Regions from separate parts of the Ovis aries genome. Here region 2 is linked to region 1. The links are chromatin contacts, called in public Hi-C maps. All regions are on one chromosome and are shown on one strand. Each heading gives the region's core, a stretch centred on a gene start, on an enhancer-like site or on the middle of the called end of the contact. The rest is flanking DNA. Distances are from core to core; before and after follow the strand shown.

What was found. A called contact is a pair of places that touch in the nucleus more often than the background predicts.
Region 2: a contact with region 1 is called in a Hi-C map of liver, with 5 times the contacts expected there. The contact joins the enhancer-like site here to the promoter of NEIL2 in region 1. A contact is called at or near these places in 14 of 16 Hi-C or Micro-C datasets (blood, hypothalamus, liver and 7 more).

The regions. Positions count from the first base shown.
Region 1 is chr2:105,531,692-105,539,492 of ARS-UI_Ramb_v3.0, reverse strand. It overlaps NEIL2 (nei like DNA glycosylase 2), which reads right to left and starts at 4,101. Exons shown (of 5, transcript XM_004004449.4): 1 at 4,031-4,101; 2 at 1,315-1,454. The coding sequence starts at 1,452.
Region 2 is chr2:105,646,243-105,654,043 of ARS-UI_Ramb_v3.0, reverse strand. No RefSeq gene overlaps it. Among named protein-coding and RNA genes, the nearest start is that of DEFB136, 26 kb to the left of the region's middle. Within about 2 kb of position 4,828, at least 1 of the 54 cell types and tissues checked has an H3K27ac peak or open chromatin away from gene starts, as enhancers often do. A contact at or near this core is called in liver, where this site is marked.

The DNA of each region.
Region 1 (7,801 bases), core at 2,852-5,351:
TCTGTCCCTTGCCAGCCTATGTCAGCTTGGGCTAACCACTCTCCCTTCCCTGAGCCCCTCCTTCAAATGCAGAAAACACATGTGAAGGTCTAGCAGACCTCTCACAGACAACTTTCAGTTCTAACTGAGGTTTTATAGCCTGGGATGTATGTGTGAGACAGAGAGAGAGAAAGGAAAGAGAGATAGAGGGCAAGGTGGAAGATAGAGAACTAGTATTTACTGAGCCCCTATTATGTGCCAGGCATAAAATCTACTTAATTCAATTTTAACTGGTAGGTGGTTTACCCCATTTTACAACTCAAGCAGACACTGGAGCTGAGATATTGAGTACCTTGCTTAGGAGCACACAGCTAAGAAGCAGCAGAGCTCATTAGTTTCTCTACCATTAATGACTATAAGTCTCCTAAGTACCAGACACTCAGTTAAGTGCTAGGAATACAATGATGCTGAGGCCACAGCCCCTGTCCTGTTTATTTGTCTCCTCCAATCAAAAGGCAGGACAAATTCAGGAATGAGGGGCCAACAGGAGGACATATAAGGTCCCCTGGAAGCACATCAGGGTCTCTCCCCCAACCCAGACCAGGTAGAACAGGAGATTAGAGGGCTTGGGCTCCAAAGGATGTGATGGCAAGGCGGAATCCAAAGGAGACTAGGAATTACCATGGTAACATGAAGGTACAGGAATGGGGGTGGAGTAGGGAGAAAAAGGAAGATCAGCATGTCAAACCAAGAGCAAGAAGGGCTGTGAAAGGAGCTCTAAATAGTTCAACATGACTGGGGAGAAATCTAAGGCAGGGTGAGCTGCAGGCCAGAGGGGAAGGCATGAATCAGACTGGCAAGCAGCCACATGAGCACTTTAGGGAATACTGACTGATATTGAGGGCAAAGATGAGCCAGGCTGAAACCTAGAACAAAAGGCTACGCTCAATTCTCCACCGATTAAAAAGTAAATTAAAAAAACATTTTTTTAAGGCTATGCTCTTTCCTCACCCCCTTGCTGGCCCCAGAGAATCACATACTGTTCCCAACCAAAGGTGCACAGTGGACTCAGCTAGAGTCACCAGAGTCACTTCAGACCCTGAATGTGAATATCCAGCTCATGCACAGTTCCATGGGCCACTGTGCCGCTGACCTGAGGCTGAGAAACGCCAGAGGAGGAGTTGCATGGAGTCCCAGCGTGGCTACCCTCAGGAAAAAGGAAATGACAGCATGGAAAGTCTTAAGAGAAACTGAGGGGAGGGACAAGCTGTGTTGATGGAGCTGGCTCACTGCGGTGAGGTGTGGAATGAACCAGCTGGAAGACGGTGAACTCACCTGGGTATCCTGCAGCCAGAGGGACTGGAAACTTGTGGGGTTTAGCTTCTTGCTGCTGCCTCCTGTCTTGACCACCTGCTGCCCCACAAAGGGGGAGACCAGATGGTGAAACTTCCTCACCAACGGCCCCTCTGGCATCCCTGCAGGCAGAAACAGGGAAAGAAGCTGCTGGCTTAGCTGTTTTCTCCATCATTTCTGGTGGGTTCCAAGCTTTCAAGTCGCCACTGTTTTTGCCATCAACTTTAAGAGCATATACAGCCACAAAGGGAATGTGGTTGGGGAGGGAGGTGGTCAGATCGAAGAGAAACCCCAGGAATTCCCTGGTGGTGCAGTGGATAAGAATCCCCCTGCCAATGCAGGGGACATGGGTTCGATCCCTGGTCTGGGAGGCTCCCATAGGCCACGGAGCATATGTGAATCCCGTGAATCACAACTACTGAGCCCCAGAGCTGCAACTACTAATGTACGAGTGCCTAGAGCCTGTACTCTGTAACAAGAGAAGCTCCGGCTCACTGCAAATAAAGAAAGCCCATGAGGAGCAAGGACCCAGCACAGCCAAAAAAATAATAAAAATAAATAATATGTCCCCAAAAAATTTTTAAAAAGAAAGTCCAGCTGCAGCAGGGTGTCAGCCAGTTTCCCAAGGATGGTTGCCTCATCCAGACCCTCACCTTTCTCCAGGCAGCACCAACAACATGCCAGGTACCACACGACAAGCGCCCTCCACTGTGACCCTGCAGACTGAACGGGAGCCAGCCCTTGTTAACTTTTTTCCTGGACTGCGGCCCTAACTCATCTCCATGTTTCCTCTGTCCTCCTCTGTCTGCCCTCCCAAATCATCCCAGCCCACTGCTGGTACTTTGTCTCCCCTATTTCAGTGGAGAGATGGCTGGGACAGAGAAAGCTGTAAGCGACACAGACATAGACGCCGATTCAGCCTGCCCGGACCGTCCTGCGGGCAGGAGCACTGTGTATGCGACCACCACGCAGAAAAGTGACAAGGAAAGTGACAAGTCTCAGGGTCATGTCAGGTCAGATCAGGGAGAGGCCACATCCAGCTTAACTGGAGAAAATTACCCCTGGTAACTGAGAAACAGCTGGGGTTTCATGTTAACCCTGATGAAGGTCACCTGGGACCCCCATCTCTTCCTGCCCCAAATCATCGCACTCCACTGGGGTCATGTGTGAGGGGCATCCACATGTTTGAGTCTAAGTGCTCAGCACCTCAGCTTCTAAGACACTGAAGGCATCCCCCCAACTCTTATACTACTTATTCACCGGCTTCCTCAACTGCACAAGCCTGCAAATGATGATGAAAACCCAAGGAACTAAGCAGCTTCCTGGCATGGTGGTAGCTACTGCATTTCAGTAACTCTGAAAAGAATTTTAAAATCTCAGAATGGGCGTGCCTCTTACAATCCATGTTTTCTCGCTGTTTAATTAGCACCACATTCCAAAACATTAACGGGTATTTTTATTTTGATGGTGCTTTAGACTCACTAAAATGTAGTGTAGGTGAAAGTCGCGTCCTGACTCTTTGTGACCCCATGGACTGTAACCTACTGGGCTTCTCCGTCCATGGGATTCTCCAGGCAAGAATACTGGAGTGGGTTGCCATTTCCTTCTCCAAGGGATCTTCCCGACACAGAGCTCGAACCCGGGTCTCCCGCATTGGAGGCAGACGCTTTAACCTCTGAGCCACCAGGGAAGCCCTAAAATGTAGTGTGGTTGCCCCTAATCAGACCTTCAAGACACTCGACAGAGTATCCTGACAAACCTGCGCGACTGCAGGGAGACGGGCCGCAGTTAAGTCGACCTGAACTTCTGCCAGCTCTGAGCCCTAGTCCTCTCCAACAGAGGAAGCTTCTGGAAAAGCTCCTATCTGAAATGCATCTGATCCTTAAGATCTTGCATGTGTTTTTTAGGTTTACTTATGGAGATGGAGCTTCCCTGGTGGCTCAGACGGTAAAGCGTCTGCCTGCAGTGCAGGAGACCCCGGTTCGATCCCTGGGTTGGGAAGATCCCCTGGAGAAGGAAATGGCAACCCACTCCAGTACTCTTGCCTGGAAAATTCCACGTACTGAGGAGCCTGGTAGGCTGCAGTCCATGGGATCGCAGAGTCGGACGCGACTGAGCGACTTCACTTCACTTTATGGAGATGGAAAGCTGGGCCCAGTTACAGCCTTAAGAGACAAGAAGCCGAAGGGACACCGGTTCCAAGGGGACACCCCGCCCACCCTCAGCCCCTCCCCCGAACGGTGAACCGCGCGGCTTGTGGACCACAAAGAAAGGAGGAGAGGAAGAGGCGTCGCCGGAGTCCCCTTTCCTCTGCAGATCGACCTCCCCCATCCCCACCCCTCCCCCACTCCCCAGAAGTCTAAAATGGCCGCTTTCCCAACGCCTCCTCCGGCTGCTGTGCGGGAGAGGCGGGTGCAAAGACGGAGCAGGCGGTCACTGCAGGAGCGCGAGGGTGGGGGCGGGGGGGGGAAGGCGGTAGGTTAAAAAGTGGTAAACAGCCGAAAAGAAAGAAAAATTCGACCCGGGGTACGGGTTTCCATGAGGTATGCTTCTAAAATGTTCAGTAACTGAGTTTTCATGCGGTTAACAGGTGATGAGGGTAAAGCTGGGAAAGCCCTGCATTTCCAACTGGGGGTGGGGAGGCCGCTACCCGCGCAGGTCCTGCGACGCCGCTGGCGGGGCTCGCGGCTGGACTCACCGGCTCTGGGCCCCGAGACCCCGGGACCTCAAAGGCCCGCACGCAGCCTCGGGGAGAGGCGGACGCGAGGCGGGGGACCAGGACGCGTAGGGCGAGGCTCCTCCCTCGGGGGCGGGGTCGCTCGGGGCTCCGCCCCCTGCTGAGCGTAGGAGGCGGGGCTCACGCCCGGGGCGGTTGGGGTTCCGGGCTCCTCAGTCCAAACAGGTGCAGTGAAACAGCTGGGGGTCCTGAACGACATCGAGGAGGTTCCAGGTGTCTCCGGGGGCACCTGGGAAACTTGGAGGGCGGAGAGTGAGGCTCCAGGCAGGGGTCTCTTCCAGTTGTCCCTTTCTTTGGACTTGTGACCGTCGATAGTGAGCCGTATTCCCCAGTGGTTCTAGGACCTCCTCTTATCATGTCTCAGTTGCAGAATTTGGAACCAAGGATTCTCCCCAGCTTTTGAAGAGAAGTTGAAAGACTTCATCTTGGAGTGGTACCTAGACCCAGGTTGTGCAGGGTTTCCAGCTCTTAGGTTTCCACTCTTTGGGAGTGGCGGGGGTGGGCTGTAATAAATGTCCAGATTCTGGAGTCAGATTTGAATCCTGGTTCTGCCTGTATTAGTTCTATACTAAGCAAGCTACTTAAAATCCTTCGGCTGAGGAATTCCAAGGCTGGCCTTCCAGCCTTATGCGGTACGGGTTCGATCCCTGCTCAGGGAGTTAAGATCCTACATGCCTCGCAGCCAAAAAGCCATAACATAAAATAGAAACAATATATTGTAACAAATTCAATAAAGTGTTTTAAAATGATCCATGTTAAAAAAAATATATCTAAGAAAGTCCATGTCTACCTTCTTCATGTGTAAAACGTACTTATAAGGATTTCGGAAAACTTGAATAAGTATATACAGCTGCTAGAGTGTCTGACGTGCAGGACTGCTCAATAAGTGGCAGGTACTTTTTAAAGTCGAATTTCTGGGCTGGTCTCAGATGGAATGTTCGAAAATCAGGCTGTTGCATTCTGGAGGCCACAAGAGAGAGAACGCTGGCGCCCCTACATGGTGAGTGTGTTAACTGCAAGGGGGGTAACCTTTATGCCTACTGAGAGTGGGTGCTCAGGAAGCACCCCTCTTCATGCCGGCTCTGTGACCTTGGGTGAGTTTTTTTGGATGATGGTGGGACAAAAAGGTTTGCACCAAATGATCTCTCAGATCCCCTCATGATCTGTAAGTGCATCAGACAGGGTCTCCCAATCCAGGTATCCTTGTTTCTAGCTGGGTTGTTTTCCTTCCATTTGACTCTCCCTAACCAAACTTCACCTTCACTTTTCACTTTCACGCATTGGAGAAGGAAATCGCAACCCACTCCAGTATTCTTGCCTGGAGAATCCCAGGGACCGGGGAGCCTGGTGGGCTGCTGTCTATGGGGTCGCACAGAGTCGGACATGACTGAAGTGACTTAGCAGCAGCAGCAACCAAATTACTTTGGCCACCTCATGCGAAGAGTTGACTCACTGGGAAAGACCCTGATGCTGGGAGGGACTGGGGGCAGGAGGAGAAGGGGACGACAGAGGATGCGATGGCTTGATGGCATCACCGACTCGATGCACATGAGTTTGAGTCAATTCCGGGAGTTGGTGATGGACAGGGGAGGCCTGGCGTGCTGCGATTCATGGGGTTGCAAAGAGTCGGACCTGACTGAGTGACTGAACTGAACTGAACCAGCTACTGGAAGGAAACCTTAGCTATACTATCCCGATTCTTTGGCAGCTTGTGTCTTGTACTCCCACAGACCCCAGACTCTAATCCTCCTGTAAGGAAGGGGCTACCAGGAATTCCTCACACTTCCCCTTGTGTGATCTGGTAGTACTTGTCAGCAGAGGTGAGCAGTTATGCTTTTTTTCTTTAAAAATTGAAGTGTAATTTATATGTGGTTATGGTTTTGATCTAAAGTGAGGAGAAACACAATAACTATGCAAGCAAAATAATTTCAAAACATGGGCACTATTTCAGGGGTAGGGTGGAATGGGGAAACTAGCTGTGGTCAGCCTGGAAGCCACATTAAGCAATTCTGCAAGGATGTCATTGAGGGGGGCTGGACCAGAAGACTTCCTGAAAGTGTTTCCAGGTCACATCCCTACAGCGAAGTCTGGGGATTCTTTGAATAACGAAGCGACAACTTCACATTCTAAAGCACATTAGCTAGCATCACTCATTGCTTTGTTTGGCAGAGAACAACAATCCTATTTAGGATTCTGTTATTTCAGTCTTACCGTTTTTGTCCAGCATCCCAGCCCCAAAGTCTTAAGAACCGTAGAAGTAATGAAATTTTCATTTCATGAGTTGTAAAGGAAAAGGACAGAGGAACGAAAAATCTAAATGTTTCACGTCTCTAATTACAATCCATTTCATTGGACTAAATCTTTTTTAGCAAGGACTAAACGTATCTTAAAAGAGACGCAGCACAAGAGACTACAATATCTTTGTGGTAAGAGGGGTCTATTTGTATTGTTCACTGGTATCATTTACTAGTATTGAACTTCATCTGGATGAACTTCTTGCTGTCGGAGATTCAGTGATTTGGAAACGGAAACCACCCAGTGATTTGAAGTTCAGGTGCATCTGGTTTAAAATCTATGCGGTCATGTTTATTGCTCAGGTGAAGCAGGGGAACCACAGCTGTAAGACAGAAGGCAGTCACCACACAGCTTGGGGATGCAGTGTGAGTGTGTGTCGTGGGGGGCGATGGGGGTTCTCATTTATCAGCCTTCACTGGAGATGCTCCCTCTTTGGATCCTTCTGAAGACCTAAGTCAGGGCCTAAGAGCACCAGCAGGCACCTTACAGGATTTTTCTGTGTCCTCTGTTCCTGTGAACCCAGAGCACAGCTGTATGTGGTTGCCCCTCTCTCTGTACAGCTGAGACCACAATTTCCCAGGCTTCAGCCAGTGTTCTAGCCATGCACAGACCCAAAGAAAACTGGACCTTGAGAACCTCGGTCTGCTTTAGTGCCATCTTGGCTTGGATTATTTAGCTCTCCTTGTCACCGATGCCTTTTTGCAAATTGGACTGCCGCAGCTACTGGAGGGGAGATAAGAATCGCACAGGAGCCAGGGTGGCACAGAGCAGCTGTGCTCCCAGGAGGCTACAGAACAGAGGCTCAGTTACTGGACAGAAAGGAACAGTGTCCAGGGCCCGGAGTCCCCAGAAGCACAGATTCCACTTCCTGGGCTACACTTGGAAGCTCTGAGCCTCGTCCTTTGTTCTGGGAAGATACTATTTGTGTTGTTAAGGATGGAGGCCTGTTTGTGTTCCAGCTTCAAGCAAGGCAAGGATGTAATCTGAAGAGTAGTCTCCAATGTCAGAAAATGATTTTAAAAACTGAAAACCAGTCACCTCCACTCCACCAGCAGCTTGCCAAATGACCAAATTTCTTGTGCACTATGTGTCCACATCAGTAAGTTCTGGGGGCTTGGAAGAGGGGGCATCAAATAACCCCCAGCCCAGGTCTAATTGGTGCACGTTCAGTGAATATAAATTCATGTTCACTACTCTCATCCCAAACCAAACATCTGGGGTGAAGCACAAAATCATGGCTAAATCTGCTGCTGCTGCTGCTGCTGCTGCTGCTGCTACTGCTGCTGCTAAGTCACTTCAGTTGTGTCCAACTCTGTGCAGCCCCATAGATGGCAGCCCACCAGGCTCCCCCATCCCTGGGATTCTCTAGGCAAGAATACTGTAGTGGGTTGCCATTTCCTTCTCCAATCCATGAAAGTGAAAAGTCAAAGTGAAGTC
Region 2 (7,801 bases), core at 3,579-6,078, 110 kb before region 1:
GGTTATCCTGGGAGACGTTTTCCCACCTAAGGCCCCAGACACACAAAGTCTCCCTCACGAGTGGGTAGGGGGTTTCTAGTTCCCACGTTCCCTGAACAGGGGTCTCAGTGCAGCTTCCCCTTTTCACAAGCCTGTCCCTGTGTGGAACAAGCCTCTAACCAACCGGATCCATTTCCTGGTCAGAATCCACCCAGTCAGACTCCAGGGCCCACGATATCAGCTCTCACACCAACACTCTGGCTTTCAATTCCCTCTTCACCCCCAGAAACTCAGGCTTTCCCTTTCTTGCTTTAGAGAAGTGGTTTTCAACCTTGGCTTACATGAGAATCAACTGGGGACATTTTTAAAATCCCAGCACACAACCCAAACCAATCACATTCAAATCTCTGGCAGTCAAAAGTGAGTTTATTTAATTAAAATTGTGCTATGTAAACAAACTACGAGAAGTACCTGACTATGTGAAAAATGATGGCGGTGAACCCAAATTATCAAACTCTGGTGACCTCCGCAGTAGTCCTGAGGACTTTGCTAGGCGGCTTTTGAGTTATAGTCCCAGCCGTGAGAAGCTGTGGTCTGTGATCATACCTAGACTGTAACTTTCATCTGGAGGGAATATTGACTACGGATTTAAACTAACCACCTTCAGCCTCCTACATGAGACTAACCCTTTGCGGTTCCACACCACTTCTTCCTATTGGGAGGGGACCATTTCTCAACAAAAGAAATGAGTCTGTGCAGTGTCAAGCTATTAATAGCAAACGCATGTCTCATCTTCATCTTGTCACTTCTCCTGAAGAGTGCTGTTCCTTTTTAGCCTCTGCATGACTCCTTGGTTGCTATTCAGTGATTTGCATCAACTCCAGTAAACCTATTAATCATAATAATAGCAACCAGCCAATATCAACACCTTGCCACTTAAGCTGCACTGCTGCCATCAGGGCCCAAAACCTGGACCTCAAATTTTTCATTCTTATTTTGTATTGTGTTTACATATATGTAACGTACATAATGAATATATAACTTATACCACATAATACAGTACAATAAAAATATATAATACATATACATATTATACTATATAATATATAGTATATATTGTACTATATTTTATAGTTTATTTTGTAGTATGTATTTTAAATATATACTATATTTATATACTAAACTATATAAATATAATAATCATTACTATTATTATAAACTCTTAAACAAAGAGATAAGTGCAGAAAAACGCTCCAATATGACCACCTCCAGGATTTAATAGATGTACCTTGTCATATTGGCTTCAGATTTCTCTAAAGAAAATAAAAAACATTCTACATCTCTACCCTCCCCATAGGTAACTTCTATCTTGAAGCTTTGTTTGTCATTTGCGAGCATATTTTATACTTTTCTGCTTGTGCTTATATTCGTAAACAGCATATGAATTGCATGCGTTTAAGTTTTTTACACAATAGAACGTGTTAGAATCAAAGGATGATTAGTTGTCCGGCGCGCCTGCAGTGCCTCAGTGGCCGCTAGATGTCGCTAGAACTCCACTCTTGTAGATCCGGTTTCTCCTTTCTCCTTGACCTGCTTGGGATTTCCGTCCGTGCAAGTTTTAACTGCAAGTTTGCAGTTGGAGGCTGTCTACAGGCAAGATACCGGAGTGGCAGCACCGTTAAGCAGTGATGCCTCCGATGATTTATTTGAGTTCTTTCCCCAGAAGAAAGACCTGTGAGCCCCAGGGTTCAGAGGATGCGTTCAGCTGCGCCAACCTGGGCAGGCAGGTTTCGATCCCGGTCCTGGGTGTCCGGTCCCCTCACTCCAACCCAAGCCTTCCCCCAAGAGAATCACGGGTCGCTGCATCTCATGGAGGCACTCTGGCCCTTTGATGGAAGCTCCCTGGAAGCTGCTCTGGGCAAAGGAAAGAAAGCTTCCCTAAATCCACAAGGACAAGAAGGGAACCCGCAGCCTGAGGTTTGCCATCCCTGGAGGAGACCGAGCCGCGGGGTCCTCCCGGCTCTAAATCCACCTCCCACACTCCCCAGGTGCTGTCTAGCAGCCCCCAGAGACTCGCAGGTCTGGGCTGCGACCATCTCCCATCCTGGTTACACAGGCGTCATTTTACCATTGAAGCGATTGTGGCTTAAGTCCCAGGATGGCTTAGTTGAGAGGGAGCCTCCTCAGGTGGCCAATTTAGGGTCAGAGCACAGAGGCTGATCAAACCAGTCCATCCTAAAGGAAATCAATCCTGAATATTCATTGGAAGGACTGATGCTGAGGCTGAAGCTCCAATACTTTGGCCATCTGATGTGAAGAGTCGATTCATTAGAAAAGACCCTGATGCTGGGAAAGATTGAGGGCAGGAGAAGGGGATGGCAGAGGATCAGATGGTTGAATGGCATCACCGACTCGACGGACATGAGTTTGAGCAGGCTCTGGGAGCTGGTGAAGGACAGGGAGGTGACATGCTGCCGTCCATGGGGTTGCAAAGAGTCGGACACAACTGAGTGACTGAGCAACGACAGAGACTAAGAAACTGGACCGTGGTCAGATCTTGGCTTTCCCTGAAACCACTGCACAGATTAACCCGTGTCCTCCCCACCCTCACCCCATCCACAGAAGACCTCTGAATGCACGAGTCTACTTCCCCACACACTAAAATCTGCCGACAGATACAGCGAGTGGTGATGAAGCAAGAGAAAGTCCAGGGAAGAGAGTGCTGCCAGTTTGACATCCCTCCAGGAGTTACTGCGGCCAGTGGTCTTCCCAGCAGACACCCGCTTCTCCTAACAATGATTTGGCCTAGAGACAGGGTCATGGACCAAGGGTAGGGCTCTAAGCCCCAAGAGGCCTGGGCCCCGGTGGCATTGCCCAGGTCTCGGGCTCCATCTGGCTGACCCCTCCCAGACCTGCCCCCTTTCTGGCCTCGGGGGCCCTGGGGAAAGCCTGTCCAGGCCGTGGGAGTTTGGCTACCATTATCTGGCCCTTATCTGGGTCCACTTAGTTCAATGACTAGGAGCCGACCTGAGGGTCACGCCTGTCTCCAGAGAGTCCGTGCTATCTCAGTGACCTGCAGAAACCCTGGCATGAGCTCATGTTTTCTGACGACAGAGAGGACCCTGCCGTATCATGGCCCTGCACCCCCGCCCCCAGCGTCTGGCCAGAGCCTGGTGGAGGCTCCATGGCTGCTCACTGAAATAGCAACGCTGATAACTGGGGCAGACAGGAACGCACTGATGAATTTCCATTGAGAAAAGTGCCCCCCACCTCCCCTCCCCTCTGTGCTCACGTGGTCCCACTTTGAGGAGCATTCAGGTTCACAGGCTGGGCCTTTCTCAGACACGGCCTCAAACCTGTCCCCGCCCCATGACTGATCCATGTTGATGTATGGCAGAAACCAACACAGTATTGTAATTATTCTTCAATTAAAAATGAATAAATTTTAAAAACTGTCCCCACCCCTGTGAAGTCTTGCTGTGACCACAAACCCCTGGAAAAATTTGTCCTAAAACATAGTTGCTCCTCACTGAGGAAAATACTGTAAGGGTAGAAACCTTGTTTTTTACTCATCTGCTTGTTCCAGAATTTGACGCCACCCAGCACACAGTGGGCTGCTCAGTAGACAGGGACTCGGTTTGATTGGACTGGGGAGGGCTGGAAGAACACAGCCCACCCTCCACCTCCCCAGCTTGCTGAGAACTTGGGCAGATTAATTTCCTCTCTCTGGTTCACAGAGAGTCACTTTACACAGTCTTAAACCTTTGGTAAAAAGAAACACTTGGTGCATTTACATCTAACGTGATCACCAACATATCCAAGTTTACATCTACCTCCTCTTCTGTGATTCCCTTTTGTCTTGGTTCCTCTCTGTCTGTTTTTCTCTCTCTTCTTGGCATCGCTTGATCTTGACTAATTGTATCATTCCTTTTTTTTTAATCCCTCTACCACCTTGGAAGTTATAAGCCCTGTTTTTATCATGATTACCTTGGCGATCACAGCATGCAGGATTAAATTCTTACCAGAGTCTGCAGTTGAACAATTTGTTCATCCCACTCTCAGAGAGTGTAACAGCCTATAGCACTTCAGTTCCGCTCATCCCTCCAGCTGCTTCGCTGCTGCTGTGCGTCTCAAAGACCAATAACTACGGCTGTTGTTTTATAGAGTATATTCACTCACTCTTACATACTCGCTCACTCACTTGGATCTCTGTTCTTTTTTTTTTTTTAATTGTTTATTTGGCTGCATTGGATCTTTAGTTGCAGCCTGAGAACTCAGTTGCGACATACGGGCTCTAGTTCCCTGGAGAGGGATCGAACCTGGATCCCCTGCATTGGGAGTGCAGAGTCAGCACCACTGAGCCACCAGGAAGTCCCTCTATTTATTCTTGTGTCTCAGTCATGCCCCAGCTAACACCTGGCACAGCCAAATTAATAAGTACATTAAAAGAAAGGAAATTGGGACGGGGCTTGCATTTGACTAGCACTTCCCATGTCGTCCCAGGAGGTCGTGCCTGCTGCCTGGGTCAGCAGGGAGGAGCTGGGGAACAGTGGGAAAGAACTCACCTGCCAATGCAGGAGACGGAAGGGACACAGGTTCGATTCCTGGGTGGGGAGATCCCCTGGAGGAGGGCATGGCAACCCACTCCAGTATTCTTGTCTGGAAAATCCCAGGACAGAGGAGCCTGGAGGGCTACAGTCCATGGGGTCGCAAGAGTCGGATATGATTGAGCAACTAACCAACAATAATAACTTATCTGTGTAAATACCCGCAACTGAGACCAGGTCAAGCGACCCCTGAGTCTTTCCTTCCTCAGCCCCAGCCTTCCCCGGCCCCGGCCACCCCTCTCTCAGCCCTGTGTCTGCAGCCACATCCGACCCCCGGGTGTCCCCAAGGATAGGCAGATGTGTGGGGAGACCTTTGGGAGATCAAGGGCATGGGTGGGAGAGGAAAACAGGAAGGTGGGCTGATAAGGAGAGAGTCTTGAGGGAACTGGGGGAAAACAACAACAAAAAAAAAAACCAGCAGGTTTGGAGAAATCCTGGCCTGAAGAGTAGCTGTTGCTGGTCGTCGGCAGGGACAGCAGAGCTGGCCCAGGAACTCTGGGGCGGGCAGGAAGGCAGACCTGGCTCTCGCTTACTCAGTGTGACTTCTAAGGGGCATCCCTGGTGGCCCAGACTCTGTGCTCCCACTGCAGAGGGTGTGGCTGCGACCCCTGGCCAGGGAACGAAGATCCCACATGCCATGCACCATGGCAAAAAAAAAAAAAAGACATTTATGCCTGTTACATTTTGCACAGACACAAACGTGGCAGGTCCCCGGGGACTGAAGTGACTTTTTCCGAACATGCCAGGCACACGCCTACCGCAGGGCCTCTGTGCTTGCTTTTTCCTCTGTCTGGAATGCTCTCCACCTTTCATCATCCCTTCCCTTATCTTCCTCGGGTCTTCAGTAAAATGTCACCTTCTCTGTGATGCCGTCCAATCTACAATTGCAGTGGTGCACTGCCCCCCGCCCCACACACACACACACACACACACGCCTAAAGATCCTATCATGTCACCCCCTGGGCCCCTGACATCTGTAGAGCCTGAAAGTGAAAGTATTAATTATTTAGTCATGTCTGACTCTTTGTGACCCTGTGGACTGTAGTCCACCAGGCTCCTCTGTCGAGGGGATTCTCCAGGCAAGAATATGGGAGTGATAATAAACAAATGGGACCTAATTAAAATTAAAAGCTTTTGCACAACAAAGGAAACTATAAGCAAGGTGAAAAGACAACCTTCAGAATGGGAGAAAATAATAGCAAACGAAGCAACTGACAAAGAATTAATCTCAAAAATATATAAGCAACTCCTGCAGCTCAATTCCAGAAAAATAAAAGACCCAATCAAAAAATGGGCCAAAGAACTAAATAGACATTTCTCCAAAGAAGACATACGGCTGGCTAACAAACACATGAAAAGCTGCTCAACATCACTCATTATTAGAGAAACGCAAATCAAAACCACAATGAGGTACCATTTCACACCAGTCAGAATGGCTGCGATCCAAAAGTCTACAAGCAATAATTGCTGGAGATGGTGTGGAGAAAAGGGAACCCTCTTACACTGTGGGTGGGAAAGCAAACTAGTACAGCCACTATGGAGAACAGTGCGGAGATTCCTTAAAAAACTGGAAATAGAACTGCCTTATGACCCAGCAATCCCACTGCTGGGCATACACACCAAGGAAACCAGAAGTGAAAGAGACACATGTACCTCAATGTTCATCGCAGCACTGTTTATAATAGCCAGGACATGGAAGCAACCTAGATGTCCATCAGCAGATGAATGGATAAGAAAGCTGTGGTACATACACACAATGGGATATTACTCAGCCATTAAAAAGAATACATTTGAATCAGTCCTAATGAGGTGAATGAAACTGGAGCCGATTATACAGAGTGAAGTAAGCCAGAAAGAAAAACACCAATACAGTATACTAATGCATATATATGGAATTTGGAAAATGGTAACAATAACCCTGTATGAGAGACAGCAAAGAGACACAGATGTATAGAACAGTCTTTTGGACTCTGTGGGAGAGGGCAAGGGTGGGATGATTTGGGAGAATGGCATTGAAACATGTATAATATCATATGTGAAACGAATCGTCAGTCCAGGTTCAATGCATGATACAGGATGCTCAGGGCTGATGCACTGGGATGACCCAGAGGGATGGGATGGGGAGGGAGGTGGGAGGGAGGTTCAGGATTGGGACCACATGTACACCCGTGGCGGATTCATGTCAATGTATGGCAAAACCAATAGAATATTGTAAAGTAGTTAGCCTCCAATAAATAAATAAACACATTAAAAAAAAAAAAGAATACTGGAGTGTGTAGCCATTTCCTTCTCCAGGGAGAAGAGATGGAACCCAGAGATGGAACTGGGATCTCCTGCCTTGCAGGCAGATTCTTTACCAACTAAGGCAGCAGGGAAGCTAGAAAAGAGTATAATGGTGGTCTCCAAAATATAGCCCCTTTTTTCTCCTCCCACACCCATTTCCCCCTCAAGATCTTCACACACTCACATGAGTATCCAGCAAGTGGCCTCTGGTCACACTGCAGGCTTAGAGGTACACACATCTGTGTTCCATTCTACCTGCTAAGGTCAGACTTCAGGGAAATCCCTACAGGTCCTGGACGTGGACACTGCGCCGTTTGGGCAGGAACTTTTGAGGTTCTTGGTAACCAGAGTGTGGTCTGAAAGTGGGGTTCAGTCTCCTAAGGGTGCATCCCCTTGCCTGGTCAACTCCTCTGGAGGCAGGGCTGGCCTCTAAAGTGTGGACCTGAGGGCAGGGGTCCCTCTTGCTCATTCTAGGGATGCGACTGTACCCTCCCTTCTTTTTTTTCCCCTGTGGTATGATATAGTGCATGCTCAGTCACTCCGGCACGTCCAGCTCTTTGAGATTCCATGGACTGTAGCCCATCAGGCTCCCCTGTCCATGGGATTTCCCAGGCAAGAATACTGGGTTGGGTTGCCACTTCCTCATCCAGGGCATCTTCCTGACCCAGGTATCAAACCCGCATCTCCTGGATTTGCAGGCAGATTCTTTACCACTTAGCCACCAGGGAAGCCCCTAAATATATTTTACTATTTGGCTTATTATTTGGTTCCCTCCAGGACAGTGTGATCCCCAAAGAAGGCAGGGATCTGTTTCGATCAGTTATATTCTCTGTACTTACAATGATATTCTCTGTACTTACATAGCAAGTGCTCAATAAATGTTTGCTGAATAAATAATGGATTTGGGGAATATGCGATACCAGAATAGAAGC